Regions from separate parts of the Gossypium hirsutum genome. Here all the other regions are linked to region 2. Evidence: chromatin contacts called from public Hi-C data. All regions are on one chromosome and are shown on one strand. The core of a region is the stretch at or near the end of the contact, and the rest is flanking DNA. Distances in the headings are between cores, read along the strand shown.

The links. Hi-C and Micro-C count contacts between places; a contact is called where the count stands out from the background.
Region 1: a contact with region 2 is called in a Hi-C map of leaf, with 3 times the contacts expected there. The contact joins the promoter of LOC107895128 here to the promoter of LOC107895125 in region 2. A contact is called at or near these places in 11 of 34 Hi-C or Micro-C datasets (anther, leaf, petal and 1 more).
Region 3: a contact with region 2 is called in a Hi-C map of leaf, with 3 times the contacts expected there. The contact joins the promoter of LOC121202928 here to the promoter of LOC107895125 in region 2. A contact is called at or near these places in 8 of 34 Hi-C or Micro-C datasets (callus, leaf, petal and 1 more).

The regions. Positions count from the first base shown.
Region 1 is chrA13:89,059,224-89,064,234 of Gossypium_hirsutum_v2.1, forward strand. LOC107895128 (thiosulfate/3-mercaptopyruvate sulfurtransferase 1, mitochondrial) reads right to left here and starts at 2,541. Exons shown (of 12, transcript XM_041085151.1): 1 at 2,170-2,541; 2 at 1,363-1,548; 3 at 344-403; 4 at 91-153. The coding sequence starts at 2,271.
Region 2 is chrA13:88,906,906-88,911,885 of Gossypium_hirsutum_v2.1, forward strand. It overlaps LOC107895125 (phosphate transporter PHO1 homolog 7), which reads right to left and starts at 1,686. Exons shown (of 12, transcript XR_001683414.2): 1 at 972-1,686; 2 at 555-882; 3 at 402-450; 4 at 234-305; 5 at 1-104.
Region 3 is chrA13:88,717,670-88,722,181 of Gossypium_hirsutum_v2.1, forward strand. It overlaps LOC121202928 (pre-mRNA-splicing factor ATP-dependent RNA helicase DEAH7), which reads left to right and starts at 2,510. Exons shown (of 15, transcript XM_041085144.1): 1 at 2,510-2,848; 2 at 3,371-3,592; 3 at 4,410-4,489. The coding sequence starts at 2,845.

The DNA of each region.
Region 1 (5,011 bases), core at 1,291-3,790, 150 kb after region 2:
AGCATCATTTTCCTATACCTCAATGGTCTAGCAGCCAGAGAATACAAGAGATCAAAAAGAGAGACTAATCAATTAATAATAGAACCTCACCTTTGTAGTTCGATCAGATATTCCATCAACATCAAAGAAAAGAGCACCAGGAATGTGAGCAACCTGCTATGGTGAAAGAAATCAAACAGAAATGCATTTGAAATTGAAAATATGGAATTAAAAGAAAGAGAGGAAACTGAGTAGCAGATCTCAGTTTAGATTAGATAAGAACTAGAATTTCAATATTCACAACCATTTAACTATATTGGCAGTTAACACCAAAATAGATTGTAGAAAAGACAATAATCAGCACCTGGTACTCTTGAATTGGATTCCTCTGCTCATCTGGCATGTACCATGATGCATCCAATACCTGAGAAATAATAAAAATATGATCGACAATAAACAAAGAAGCGTAAGGTATTGTCCAGTTTTCATAATTATTTCCAAAGACAGTGGACGCTAATAAACTATTCATAGGTTCTATCCAAAGTAAAAATGCATAACAAAAAATAAAGAATGTTTTCACAATGATAACTTAATTCTCAGAAAATTTGTTAGATTCCAAAAGTTCTTTTTTCTTGGAGGGTGGGAAGGGGGAGGGGGGAGGGGGGAGTTTCTACAAGAAACTGTCGTAAAATGATCCCCCATCTCAGAGGGGACCTATGTTTTTGTTAAAACCAAAATTTACCTATTACTCTTTTTTCCTGCCCGAGAAGATACATATTTGAGGACAAATAAGAAACCAAAAGATGGCCATGCATGGAAACCTGGATGATGGATTGTTAGCTTTTAGGAGTTGTTGTAGTCTTAAATAATTACTGTGATTGGTAACTGAAGGTAGGGCTTGAAATTTGGCAGTTATTTTAACCTGAACTTAGTTACAGTTTGATAGATTATTCTTATTAAGTTTAAGACACTGATTTATAGCTGATTGTAACACTGAAACAGTGGCAGAAGAAGGATAATAAGGAGAAAACCCTAGGATCAACATCTAGATTTCCCTAGGAGACACAAAATTCCAAGAGCCATACTACATAAATTTTAATTTGATAATAATCTCATAACCTCATAGAAATTGAAAGGTGATGCCGATGAACATGCTAATTTAGTTCCATGCAAAACCTTAACTATAAAATTAATAATATTGCATGTATGCCTTTCTATTCTCAGAGAATAAAGCGGAGAATACCAAAAGTGGCGAATGCATATGATGTCATATTGTCATTCATGACAACCACACTTCCAAACTAAATAAGTTCAAAACAATTTCATAAAAAAACAATGCTTAAATTTTAAAAGGGTCACTGGTCCACGTATAAATATTAGTACCTTCAAATCAGGCTCCCTTAAATTAGCATGAAGCCAATCAACAGAAACAACCGGATCATTGGTAGAAAGAGACTGTGTCGAAAAATTACTTCTTGTCTCAATTGCTGCAGAAGCCATTAAACGAGAATGCTGACCAGAGGCCTTATATGTGGTATGGTAAGACTCAGCCTGTACACGGAACTCTCTCTTCTGCAAGTAACATAAAAGTACAGCGTAAGAACTGAGCCACGTGACCATAAAAACTATTACGAGATGAATCAGTGTGTTCGAAGTTAATGTCTTCACCAGAGCCAGAGGTACTCAATAACGGAGTAGTATCAAAATACCACAGAGCAACATGCCCATGTTAGTGAATTATTCAGAGTAGCCAAATTTCAAGTCAAAAAGAAAAGTACCCATCAGAGCATTAGATACTTTTAATGCATTATTTCGGCTACAGCAAACATAAACATAACTAGAAATTAAAAATAAAAATAAAAGACAAACACCCAGAATAGATAACAATCTTAATCTTATGCATATGCATTCCTTAAGTAAGAACAGTAAAATAAAAAATACATTTTTACTAAAGAAAAGATGAAATTCTCCAAAGCAATAGTCAAAGCCCTATACAAAACTTGGGGTGAAGATATAAAATTGAAAAAAAAAATCAGAACTCAAACCCATTATACAAGTGATAGAATAATCACATGCAAGACAAAAGAAAAGGACTCACTTTTCAGATTTCCAGAAAGCAAAACCCATTAGAACAATCAGAAAAAACCCAAAATAATAATTTTGAAAAGAAAGAGAGAGGTTGTCACTTACATTGAAAAGATTAGAGAAAATCAAGGGGTTCTGAGGGAGAGACGAGGAAAATCGAATTAAGCGGTGACCCAAAAGAGTTCTAGAGAGAAGGGATGATGCCATTTACGCACAAAACATAAAAAAGAGAGGGGCTTGAGGCTGTTGAGAGAGATTATATATTTTGTCGTCTGCTTCAAGAAGGAGTGAACTGTGGACACTGATATGGACAACGTGTTGGTTTAACTCTACTTGGATTTGGAATTTCAAGGGGAAGCCGGATCGGGTCGGGTTGTTTGCATATTCGATCCTTCCGGTTCGTTTTGAGTTGGGTTCAATCTGGGATCAAGTTCCATTTGCTTCGTAATTGTGTCAGAGCCAATCAATGGCTGAGCAAGATTGGGCGTGCTAAAACAGCTTTTGGAAAATTAATTTGCATAATCACTTATTTCGGTATCCAATTTTATAAAAAATAAAAAATAAAACCATTTTCGCATTCATTTAACTTTTTTTTGTTTATTAAATTATCTCAAAATAGATAATAAAGTTAACATTAATTTTGTTAATGTGATATACACATAGATTATTATGTGAGTAATTAATTAATTTTTTAATTTAAAAAATATAAAAATTATAAAAAATTTGAAATTTTTAATTACTTACTAATGTATGCATCAACAAAGTTAACAAATGTTAATTTTTTCATTTATTTTGAAGTAATTTGACAATCAAAACAAATTCAATTACTAAAAGAGATAAAAAAAATTTAAATAGAAAGTTAAAATAACTTTTTTTAAAGTTTAAAAGTAAAAATGCAATTATGCCAAATTAATTTTGGAAAATGGATTCACGTTTCTTTCATAAATTTTCTTAAAAATATTTTTTTAAAGTTGCCCTTAGTGAAATAAATCCAAAATAAATATATTTATTACAAAATGTTATAGTATTACCTTTTGACTATATAAATTGATTTTATAATAAGATAATATTTATAATAATGACAATGGATAGTCACACATAATTTAAATTATATAAATTACATATATAAAAATGGACGGTGACACATTTAAGTTAGAAAAGATAAATTAAGTTAACCATAATTTAAACAAATGTTTATATATATAATTAAAATATTTATTATTTAATATTAATAAATTGTAATATATGTTTATTATTAAAATATTAATATAAATATTTTTTAATAATTTATTAAGAATATTGTTTAAATTTTAAATTATTATTTTTAAAATTTTATCATTAAATTAAAATAATATTTAATATTAAATAATTTATTAAAATAATGAATTTTATTAATATTTTATTATATTATATATAAATAATTAAATATTTATGTTTAGTAATAATGAATTTTATAATATTTTATATTAGATTTTAAGAGTAAAGTATAGAAATGGTCACTAAAACATTGTCGTTGTTCTATTTTGGTCGCTGAACTTTTAAAGTTTTTTCTATTTTGGTCACTAAATTCTATGAAATCAAACATTTTCATCACAGAATGTTAAAAGCCGTTTGAATATTAATATAGTACTGACGTGAGCTTTTTTTATTAGTCTAATAATAATTTTAGCCCCCTAATATTTACATAATCTATCAATTTGATCATAAATATAAAATATTCAACAAATTTAGCACTCAATGTTTACATTTTTTTTTCATTTTAGTTAAAATTCTAAAAATTCAATAAATTTAGCCATTAACATTTACAAAATGACAAATTCTTTTGCTTCTTTTATAACATTAACTACGTAGTTTGTCAAAGCACTTAAAAATAGATGAAAACATTCACATCTAATAAATTTACTGACATAACAGTTCACATAATGCCAATGCTAAATCAATTTGTTGAAGAAGACTATAATGTGTTTGAAATTTCCGATCATTTGTTGAATAAAGTGGTTTAAATAAAATTTTCAAACAATTTTTTTTGTTGATTTTAAGTTTCAATTTTCATTCATCAATTTGAGGCTTCATTTTTGTTTTTTTATTCGTCAATGAAGCTTTTTGGAGGTGATGGGTATGATAAAAAAAAGCAAAGAAAATGATATTAGTAGTTAAAAAAATTAAAACTTCAAAAAAATAATTGAGAAATTAAATTAAAAAAGTATGTTCCAAAAAATTTTAGTGAAATATTTATTTATGCAAATACTTTATAATTTTAGTGAAATATTGTTTTATTTTTTAAAATAATTTTTTATATAAAATTTTAGAATCAAATTAATAGAATATGAAAATATCATATGACTAAATTTGTTATTAGACCAATAAAAAAATCTCATGTCAGCACTTCCGTCAAATTTCAAACAGTTGTTAATTGTCAGTGACGAAAATTTTATTTTGAATAGTTTAGTGATCAAAATAGGAAAAGTAAAAAATTTAGTGACCAAAATAGAACGCTAACAATACTTTATTCATCATTTCTATACTTTACCCTAAAAATAATCAATAAAAACATCATTACTTTAAATGATGGATAATGGAGTAATAAAGTTATAAATGAAAAATTTGCAACGGCTCAAAAATTAAGCTTAGAAGAAAGGTCAGCGCACCGTTTTAATGTTTAGGTTGGATATTCGAATTCATGAAGAGGATGCTTGTAAAGCTACATCTACTCTACTCAATGAATACCCCTACTGTAAGCATTTTCATCGGGATATTTTGAGTCAAATAACAAGTATATTAATTGTAACGCTTCAAAATATAATAGGTTAGATGAAATAAACAATTAACAAATAATTAGGTCTTGATGGTTAACTGTTTAGTATACTCTTAAGAGATTTTAGGTTTAAACCCCATCTCTCTCATTTCTTTTCTTTTTAGCTTTAGCAACCAAGGATAAAAACCACAT
Region 2 (4,980 bases), core at 436-2,935:
TCTTTCTTTGATTTTGGTCTCAACTGGTTCATCCCTTTACTTCGGTTTGAATTTGAGAAATGTTTGATAAATGTGGCTTCTACCCTTTCCATTAGCTTAGTTACCTGAAACAACAAGCTTATGTTCCCCGATTCTTCAATTTTTCTAAAGTATCTATGTACGAATAACAATGACACTAGAATTTTGAATTGTTAATTATCAAAACCAAGGTATTTTACTGGGAAGCCACCTACCTCGTCGGAGTTGCCTATATAAGAATCATCCACCGTCCTCATATAATACTTTGATGCTCTTCTTGATGTGATCTGAGACCCAAGAAAGAAGAACAATCAGTACCGACAAGCCTGGTTGAGTTGACACCGAATAATGTTTGATGTTAAGAAGGCTTATAAGATATATACCTTATCATATTTCTTCATGATTTTAGAGAATGCTAACACATTCAAGAAGCTGTTCTTAGACACAAGCATCGAAGACTAATCAATATACATTTGTTAAAAAGTAGAAGGAAAAGGGAACCAAATACATACAATGGGTTATTAGCCATTTGTTACCTGTAGTTCTTGAGAAGCCGAAGCTTGTAATAAAATTCAATAAAGGCTTGTTTCAGTTGGTTTTGGATTTTCTTTAGGTTGTCCTTGCTAAAATTCATTTGAGTCTTGTTAGTATTGCTAGCACAGTACACTTTGGCAGCTGAGAAAGGAGCTTGAATAGCTTGATTCAACTTCACGTGATTCAACACCTCTTGTGGAGCAAGTCTAATGCTGCTCACTACTTTCTTGGGGTTCTCTTCTTGAATCTCTAGGCAGCCATTACTGGATTGCTTAGCATCATTGTCTGATTCAGTTGTGCCTTGTAATGCATTCATGGGAACCATGATTTCTGCAAATGAAGCAATTGTTATAAATTAAGGTGTCTCAACTGTAAAATTGAAAACAACTTGTGCAGAACTTGGAAGAAAAAGTACTTACTGTCATTAGAACCAGAAACATCAAAATTCTCTTGTAATTTATCTACTTTTATCCTAAAAGCAATTAAAGCATGCATTTGATTGGTAAGTGTTTCTGCTTCAGCCATAACTTCCTTCACCTTAGACCTGTAAAACTTGTCGACTTTATTCAACTCATTATCAAGCTTTTTAAAGAACTCTTGCTCATATTCAGCCCCTTCTTCTGCAACCATAAGAAAAGTAGTCTCGTACTTCCCTGAGCCATTTCCTCGCACGGAATTCACAAGAATCGCTTGGTTTTCAACATCATGATCGTCGAATGAACTCCCACCTTTGTTTCGTCTCGGATCCAAACCGCTAAAGCTTCTATAAAGCGTCAATGCTCGTTGAAGCCGAGTTGGGGTATCTGGTTGCCGATACTTTTGTTTCACACCATGGATTTCTTTCAAAAATTTCTTTAATGAACTGTAATCCACATAAGCTGCCTGCCATTCAGGCACCATTTGAGAAGCAAACTCCTTCCCAAACTTCATTTTATGGCAATGCGATGTAGTATACTTAATTTGCTCCTCAAGTTATAGAAGGAAAAGATGAGCAAAACAGCAGAAGGAACTTGGTCAATCAAACGGGTTAGAGGCACTAATGTTTTATAACTTTAGGATTTATGGAAATGAGAACAGGGAAACTTTCACGATCTTTCAATCTCTCAATCTACTTTTTTTTTTTAAATTCGTAGCTTATAAAATATGCCAGCTATATGCGCCTGTAATGAACTTTTAGTATTTTAGTGCGTATTTTTATTTATTATAATTAATATTTGTTTTGATATTAAAACCATATATCTAAAATGTAATTTAATAATATCATTCACTTCAAAAGATTGAGCCCTTACGTGTCACCGAATCCTGTTCTTGCTTAGCTTCCCACATCTTTTCTAGCTATCTCATTGTACATTTTTTTAAAAAAAATATTTAACTTTTTTATTTAATAAGAAATGAGATAACACAATTTAAATACATGCATGCGAAACAAATGTTTAATAAAAAAATTTTAATTATTGTTTCAATTAAATAAAAGAATATATTAATTTTTTTTGTCTGGATTTTTCTTGAAATTTTCAAAAACTTAAAATAGATATATAAGCCCACAATTATTTCATGAGATTTATTAGAATTTTATATTTTAAACTTACAATAAAAATAAAAAATTAATCTATGCCTGTCTTTTCCCATGATTTACCTTTAATTGAAACCTACTTAACTATCCCAATCAAATTGATGCAAAAGTTCATAGCTTGGATAAATTTAAAGCTTCCTAAAATCAGAAAAATTAAAATTAAAGCGTTTATTTTTCCAACAGGTTCCCAAATATAAAATTTCTCTTACCTTTCTTTACAGGTAATATTTTATATTCCCTCATATTTTAAATTTTAAATATTTCAAATTTATCAATGTAATTCGTTATGCTTAAAATCTTACTTTATTTATCATCTCAATCTCTTGTGTATGAATTTTTTAAATTTAATAAATCAAATTATAAATATCACATGTTAATATAAATTATCATACAAAATTCAGGCATGAGTCACATGATTATTGAATTCTATTTCAATGGTCTTATTCATATATTTTCAAGCACAATGTTCAGCACATAGCACAAAATCCTTTTCTATTAACCAGGTAAATAATTAAAAGGTTAAAATATGTTATTAATCTTGTTTTTAACAAAATTTAAGACTTAATCCTTATACTTAAAAAATTAAAAATTAAGTCGTCTTACTTTACAAATCTCAATTCAATAATTAAAAGTGAAAGTAAATTTATTAATTTGAAATTTTGATTAAGTTATTATTTTATGATGTGATATATGATTGATATAAAACAAACACGTTAAATTGATAAATTCTTATAGAAACTGATAATAATTAGATTATAATTTTTAAATTGAAGAAATATGAGGTCTGGATTTTTAACTTTTAAACATACAATTACAGTGTCTAACAGCACATTTTAACTAGCTTGTAATAAATTATGAAAAACAATAGCTATGTAGATTTTTGTTTGCTAACCCACACAATTCCCTGTTTGCTATTTTTATCTTTAAAAAGTACGTCAAAGAAAAGCACGGCCTTTTAATAATGGCCACGGAATGGACAATTAATTCACGCTTTCATTTTTTACTACTCCCATGTGTTGTGAATTTAATTATAGAGAAAAATGGCAATTAAATATTTTTGTAATTTATATGAATTTCGTGAGATTTAGAGTTGTTCATTATAATATAATTGTTGAATTATATAAAAGAAATATATCTTCCCATACTTTGATAGAATAAAGTTGGTAAACCTTGCGGGTCATCTTTTTTCCGCGTGTTGTCTCTTACATGCCATTGTTATATCGTTTTCGGTATAAAAAAATGGTTGTTGTTAGTTTAATTATTATTAAACAAAAAAGTTAGCTAATGCATGCTTTGAAATTACTCGTTTAATGTCGGAAATTGAATCATATAAAGTAAGAAATTGGGGACTCACTTTGACTATATAATTCCATAATCTTTGTCGTCTTACAACCACCACGTTTATCTTATGATTAGTTTTGTCTTCTTGCCTCCTCTAGTTTTCAAATGAGCGTATAAAATCAAACTCTTATAGGAATCCCGTCTCGCACATTCAACTATTTCAAATCTTATCTTTAGGACCTTTACTTAGAACCCTGGAATTATTTTGACACCAAACGTATCAAATGGTGAGATTTTATTCAAGTATTTTAGATTTTAAGTTTTTGAATATAAAATTTCAATTAAATTATGCTATTAGTCTCTCTACTTAGTAAAATTTATGGATTTAATCCCTTTATTTTTAATTGGTCATTTTTAGTCTTCCGATTTTCTAAATTTTAAAATTTTTGTTCTCGCCAAATAATAATTGTTAAATCCATTAAGTAAAGCTTTGCTATTTCCAAAATCTGATTCGTTAAACATATTATCATATGTGTAATGTCATTTCAGCTTATTATTTTCACATACTACTCACTAAAAATCTAGTTAATGGATTACTGATTGTCATTTGCATTAAGACTAAAATTTCAAATTTTAAAAATATAGGGACTTAGAATTATCCAATTGGAGAAAGTGGATTAAATCTATAATTGTACGCATAGTACAAGACTAGTAATTTAATTTAACTAAACAAATTTAATTGCTACTATTTGAGCTGTAATGCCCCAAATTTTATGTTTCGGCTTTTGTGATTAATTGGTATAATTGTTTATTTGCTTCAGTGGTTAAGTGTTCTGGGTGTGTGTGTGTGAGGTCCTAAGTTCAAACCTTAGCTTGGGAAAAATTTTGGTTTTTATCTGTATGAAGCCTTGTCTTGGGTTATAGGGCTTATAAGTAATTGGTTGGAAAAGCTTACAAGAATGGACCTGCTGGTCTGGTGGATAAGAGGACTGTGGATGTGAGGGAGGTCTTGGGTTCGAGTTTGAATGAAGGCACTATTTTTGCGACTAATGCTGTGGGAGTGTTTGAGTTGGCTTGGGATACTGAGTGTTTGCAACAGCTGAGGTTTAGTAGGAGCAAAACAAGGGATTTGAGAGTAACCCAAATCATTCCACTTTCTCTCTGCCGAATTTTCCTTGCAAATTTCCCCTCTCCATATTTTCTATATTTTTTTTTCCTTTCCAGCCGAAAATTCCCTGTTGCTGCCAGTTTTTACTTTATTTTAATATTAGTTTTTGGTCCTTTTTCGTTATCGTTACTTATCTCTGCGTTTGGCACGAATTCGGTAAGTGTTGGGGTGCTTTTTGTCTCGTTTTTGTGTTTGTTGAGTGGTTAAGAGACTCTTTTCTGTTTAGAAGATAATCTAGGCGCTGTGGATTGCTAAAAGAACACTTTTGACAGCAAGGAACTGTCGTTGATCATTAGAGGTATGGACATCGTTAACTTTCGGGATTTGCCCATTCTTAGAAACTTGGTTTAAGTGATTAACTAAAGGACGTGTTGTTTGATATTAAGTTCTGGAGTGTTCGTGGTTG
Region 3 (4,512 bases), core at 1,260-3,759, 190 kb before region 2:
GTCAGACAACAGAACAGGGGTGACTTTAAAGAATAAACTGTACTTATTAGCTAAACCAAAATTCTGAAAATTTTATGGTAAGAAGATATGTGAGTCTAGTTGCAGGAAAAATTAGCGGATCCTAATTTGGAGTTTTGTAGCTCAAGATAAAAATAATTTAGTGACTATGACTCACGTAGACAGCTTTGAATGAACTATAAATAATAGTGGAATTATAGAGAATGTTGCATATGAACATGAAATGTATTAAATTGATAATTATATTTATTTATTTAGATCCAGAAGATTCAAATACGAAGCTAGATCGAGGAAAAGAAAAAGTTTGGGATCAGTAGATTTGTGTATACGAACAAGTATCGAGGTAAGTTCATGTAACTTGAATTATATTCTTAAATACTTGAAATGTATGTTATTGATGAATATAATTTGAATGTTCATTGTATGAAAATTGATGAAACATTGATATATTTGATAAAAAAGGGAAGAAATCCCGGTTGAATGAAAGGAAAATTCGATGGATCTCTAAAAAGGAATTGACGGTAAAAAGGATCTAGCCCGGACGGGTGATCCTATCCTGATATAGCCCTCCCGAAGAATATGTGTAAAATGGATTTAGCCCGGACGGGTAATCCGAATTAGGGTCTGAATTTAGCCTAGACTGGTAATTCAGATCCAAGCTCATTAGAGTAATTGTCGTTGTAGGGGATTTAGCCTGGACTGGTAATTCCGACAATACTCTATGAGTTTATATTATAAGAGATTTAGCCTGGATTGGTAATCCCACTGTAAGGATGAGGTTCGCGGAAGTGTGCTCTCTGAAATGGAACTGTGCTCACATGTATATGAATTGACGGACCCGGAAATGTACACTAAAAGTGTACCTCTGAAAATCCATCGAAAATTCCAAGAACTTCAATGGGATAAATATGGAAAAATAATAAGGGAATGGAAATCATGGTATTGATGAGCTCATCAATCATGGTATATATATTATTGACACATGGAAATCATTGTACTAACTTGAATGTTGAGTTTGTGCATGTTAGGGTAATAATGCATTGAATGGATATATGAATGTTTATTTCACTGTATTGAAAATATTAGGTAAGTATAATTCTTGTTACATGAGCTTATTAAGCACAAAGTGCTTACCCTATTTCCTTTTTCCCTGTTTTGTAGTGTTAAGAGCTCGGAGGTCGGACTTGGTCGGAGACACATCACACTATCAACTTCAAGATTTTGGTATATCAAGAAACTTTATTTTGGAAATCAATGGCATGTATAAGCTAATAAAGTAAATGTTAATGTGATATGAATGTAAGGTCAGCTATTGGTATGGCTAACAAATCTTGGTTTTGGTATGTGATGAGGTTATCTTATAAAAATGCATGAATCTATCTTGAAAATATGTTGAATTGGATTGGTTGATGTGGATTAGTCTCGGTTTAATATTGCAGGGAAGGTTAAATATTTATAAAGGGGCTATATTGAGTAAAAAAATTAATTTGTAAACTCCGGCAATGCCTCATACCCTATTCTGGCAATGAATACTGGTAGGAGGTATTACATCTAGGATACCCCAGTTGTGCCAAGTTGTTCAATAGTAGTAGCATTGTTGAGTTACCTAATCCTTTGGCTTAGGATTAGTCAGTTCTATTTCTTGATGAGGGTGGGAAAAGGAGATAACTCAGCGGTAGAGTGTCACCTTGACGTGTTGGAAGTATCAGTTCAAGCCTGAATATGCTTAAACCCAATGTGAGTTTTTCTATTTTGCCTTGCCCCTCGCCGTGATCGAATAAGAATTGATTGAATAGCTCAAACTTTGCAAAAGTTTTATTACCATTAAAAATATTAGTGGGCCAAGCCAGACCAGGTTATGCCAATGCCTAATTTCAAAAACTTTTCCAACTTCAAGCTCGCTTTACTTGAATCACTCATTTCATTGTTTAAAAACAATAAAAAAATTATATTTAAATTTAATTATTAAAAAAATATCAATATAACTTGTTTACATTTTTATTATTTTAAATGGTAAAACAAGCTGAGTTCGGCTAGCCTAAGGTTAAAAAATATAAATCTAAGCCTAACCCTATTTTGGGCTAGGTGGGTTCTACTACTAGTGAACATTTCTAATTATTATTTAAAGAGTAAATAATATATATTTTTCTAAATTTTGAAAATTTTTATATTCTTCATGATATAAAATTTTAAAATGAATTTTAAAAGATTTTAATTTTTTTGAACTTTAAAATTTTTTTATAATATTTATATACTTTTAAAAAATAACGACTAAATTAGTAAAAATTATAAAACCAAATTAATAAAAATTATAAACTTTGAAGACTACAAAATTATTTTACCATTTTTTAATTGCTACATTAATAATTTAACCGCAAAATTAGATAAAGAAATAAAGTTTTTTAAATTAAAAAAATAAAAAATTTAATATCTCAAAACTAAAATGTAGAGACGTCCTTTTAAATTTCAAAAGAGTATAGGCACCTCTCACATATTTAAACCAAATACAAATATAGGGTACTGCATTCATTACACGGGAAGTTCTTTTTTTCAATTATTTAAAGTCTTTTCCCTTCTTCTATCGTCATCTTCATCCTACCATCGTCCATCTCCATCTCGTCTCGGCAAATCAATTTTTTTTTGTTCCTTTTCTTCTCTTCTCATCTCAGTTCTCCCACACCGCCGTGTCCGCTGTTTTTTTCCGGATCTGACCCGTATCCCGTGTTGGAATCCCTGTCGGATCGTGTTGGGTACTGCATCCCAAATTGCTGAGTTCGGGAAACGAAGGATATATCATTCATCTCAACCTTATTGTATAGATTAACTATGAGTAAGTTTGCTAGTAGTCTTGCCGCTTCACTTTCAAAATCTTGTTCATGTGCAAGTATCAATTTAGGGTTTGGGGGTGAAATTTTTAGATGACCTGATTCTTTTGGTTTTCTTCTACTTAGCTATGTTTTCTGTGACTTTGGATAGCAAACTGTCTTTAAAGTAGTGTTTTTTGTGCTCTTATTCAGCTTTCATAGTAATAATTGCTCCTCCGTGTACGGTCTGTTCTGATGGTTTTGTTCTTGAGAGTACTTTCACCGCTCTGTTTTCTCTGATATCTTACCATGACCCATGATTCTATTCAATTCTCTCTTTGTCTAAAAAAAGAGAAAAAAAAAGTAATGACATTTTAGTTCTGTTGCCCAAATTTGCTTGGCACTTTTACATTTTAAATTATCTGTAATACCTTACCGTTTTCTTCTTCCTATGGATACCATTACAGCATGCAGTTGAATGTTTCTTTAAGGTATTTCTGCCTCCAATTCGCCTTCTGTTTGTTGATTGAATTTTTTTAAGTTATTAGGTTTGGACGTTGGTGCTAGAGAGAAGCAAGGAAATCCTAAAGTTGATGATGGATTCAAGGTTCCAAAAGAAAAAATAACCTGCATTGCGGCATCTGTTGATGTGGATGAGGGGTTTGAATCTTCTGGAGTTGAAGAAACTAGGAGTACTGTTACAAATGGCAGCCGAAGCCACACTAACAGACGCTATCGTGATAAGACAGCTAGTGAAACAACTAATTCTGGTAAGCTTTTTATTTTTATTTTGTCTTTAATAAGCTTAGTAATGGTTTTTAATTAAGAAACCGTTTTTTCTTTTTTAAATGTAAAACTTTTATAGTAAGCAGCAACATAACTAAATCATCATATGCTGATAATGAGAAGATTTATTGTTCCTATTCCCTTGGCTCCAATTTTTTTGGTTCAAAACTTGATGTTTAAGTGCATGCTTGAGTATTTGGCAATCAATCCTGTGAAATAGTTTCTAGTTAAGGTGGCATAGAAGCATATAGGCCAGGCGTAATCTGTTCTTACAATTAATGATTGTTTTTTGGTCTCTCCTCTCCACAAACTGTCTAATGTATTTGGCAGAAGGAGATGATGTTATTTATGCCTATACATGCATTTCTCTCTGTGGATGGGTAACCTATATATTTGATTTGAGGCATAGTATGATGACAGCATAACTTATTGCGGAAGTTATACAGCCAAGTCGTTTGCATGCTGATGACCAGTTTTGACATTTAAGATTTAAGAATTAAGATGGATTTTCAACTCACGCTTTCTTAACCTTGTGTTTAGTGTTCGTCATTTGCCTTTAGTGTGGAAGAAAAGGTTGGGGTCTGGCGGAATTTTTTTGTTTTTTTATTTTTAGTGGGGGCAGGGGTCAAACATGGTGATTCTGATAGTATATACCTTTTTCACTAGTAATCCCTTGTTTTAACAAGCCCTGATGCCCCTTGTGTCTGGAGGACATTTTTTTCCTTTTCTTTTTTATGCTCTTGCTGTGTTTATGTTTTCCTTCTGTTATTCAATTAAATTTCTTTTGTTGCTATATTGCAGAAAGTGGAGTTACGCTAGACAGTGGAGGAAGTGATGATACATTTGGTACTCCTCGCTCAAGAGAACATAGGAGTTCGGATGTAAGTGTATAACTTGCTGTCAA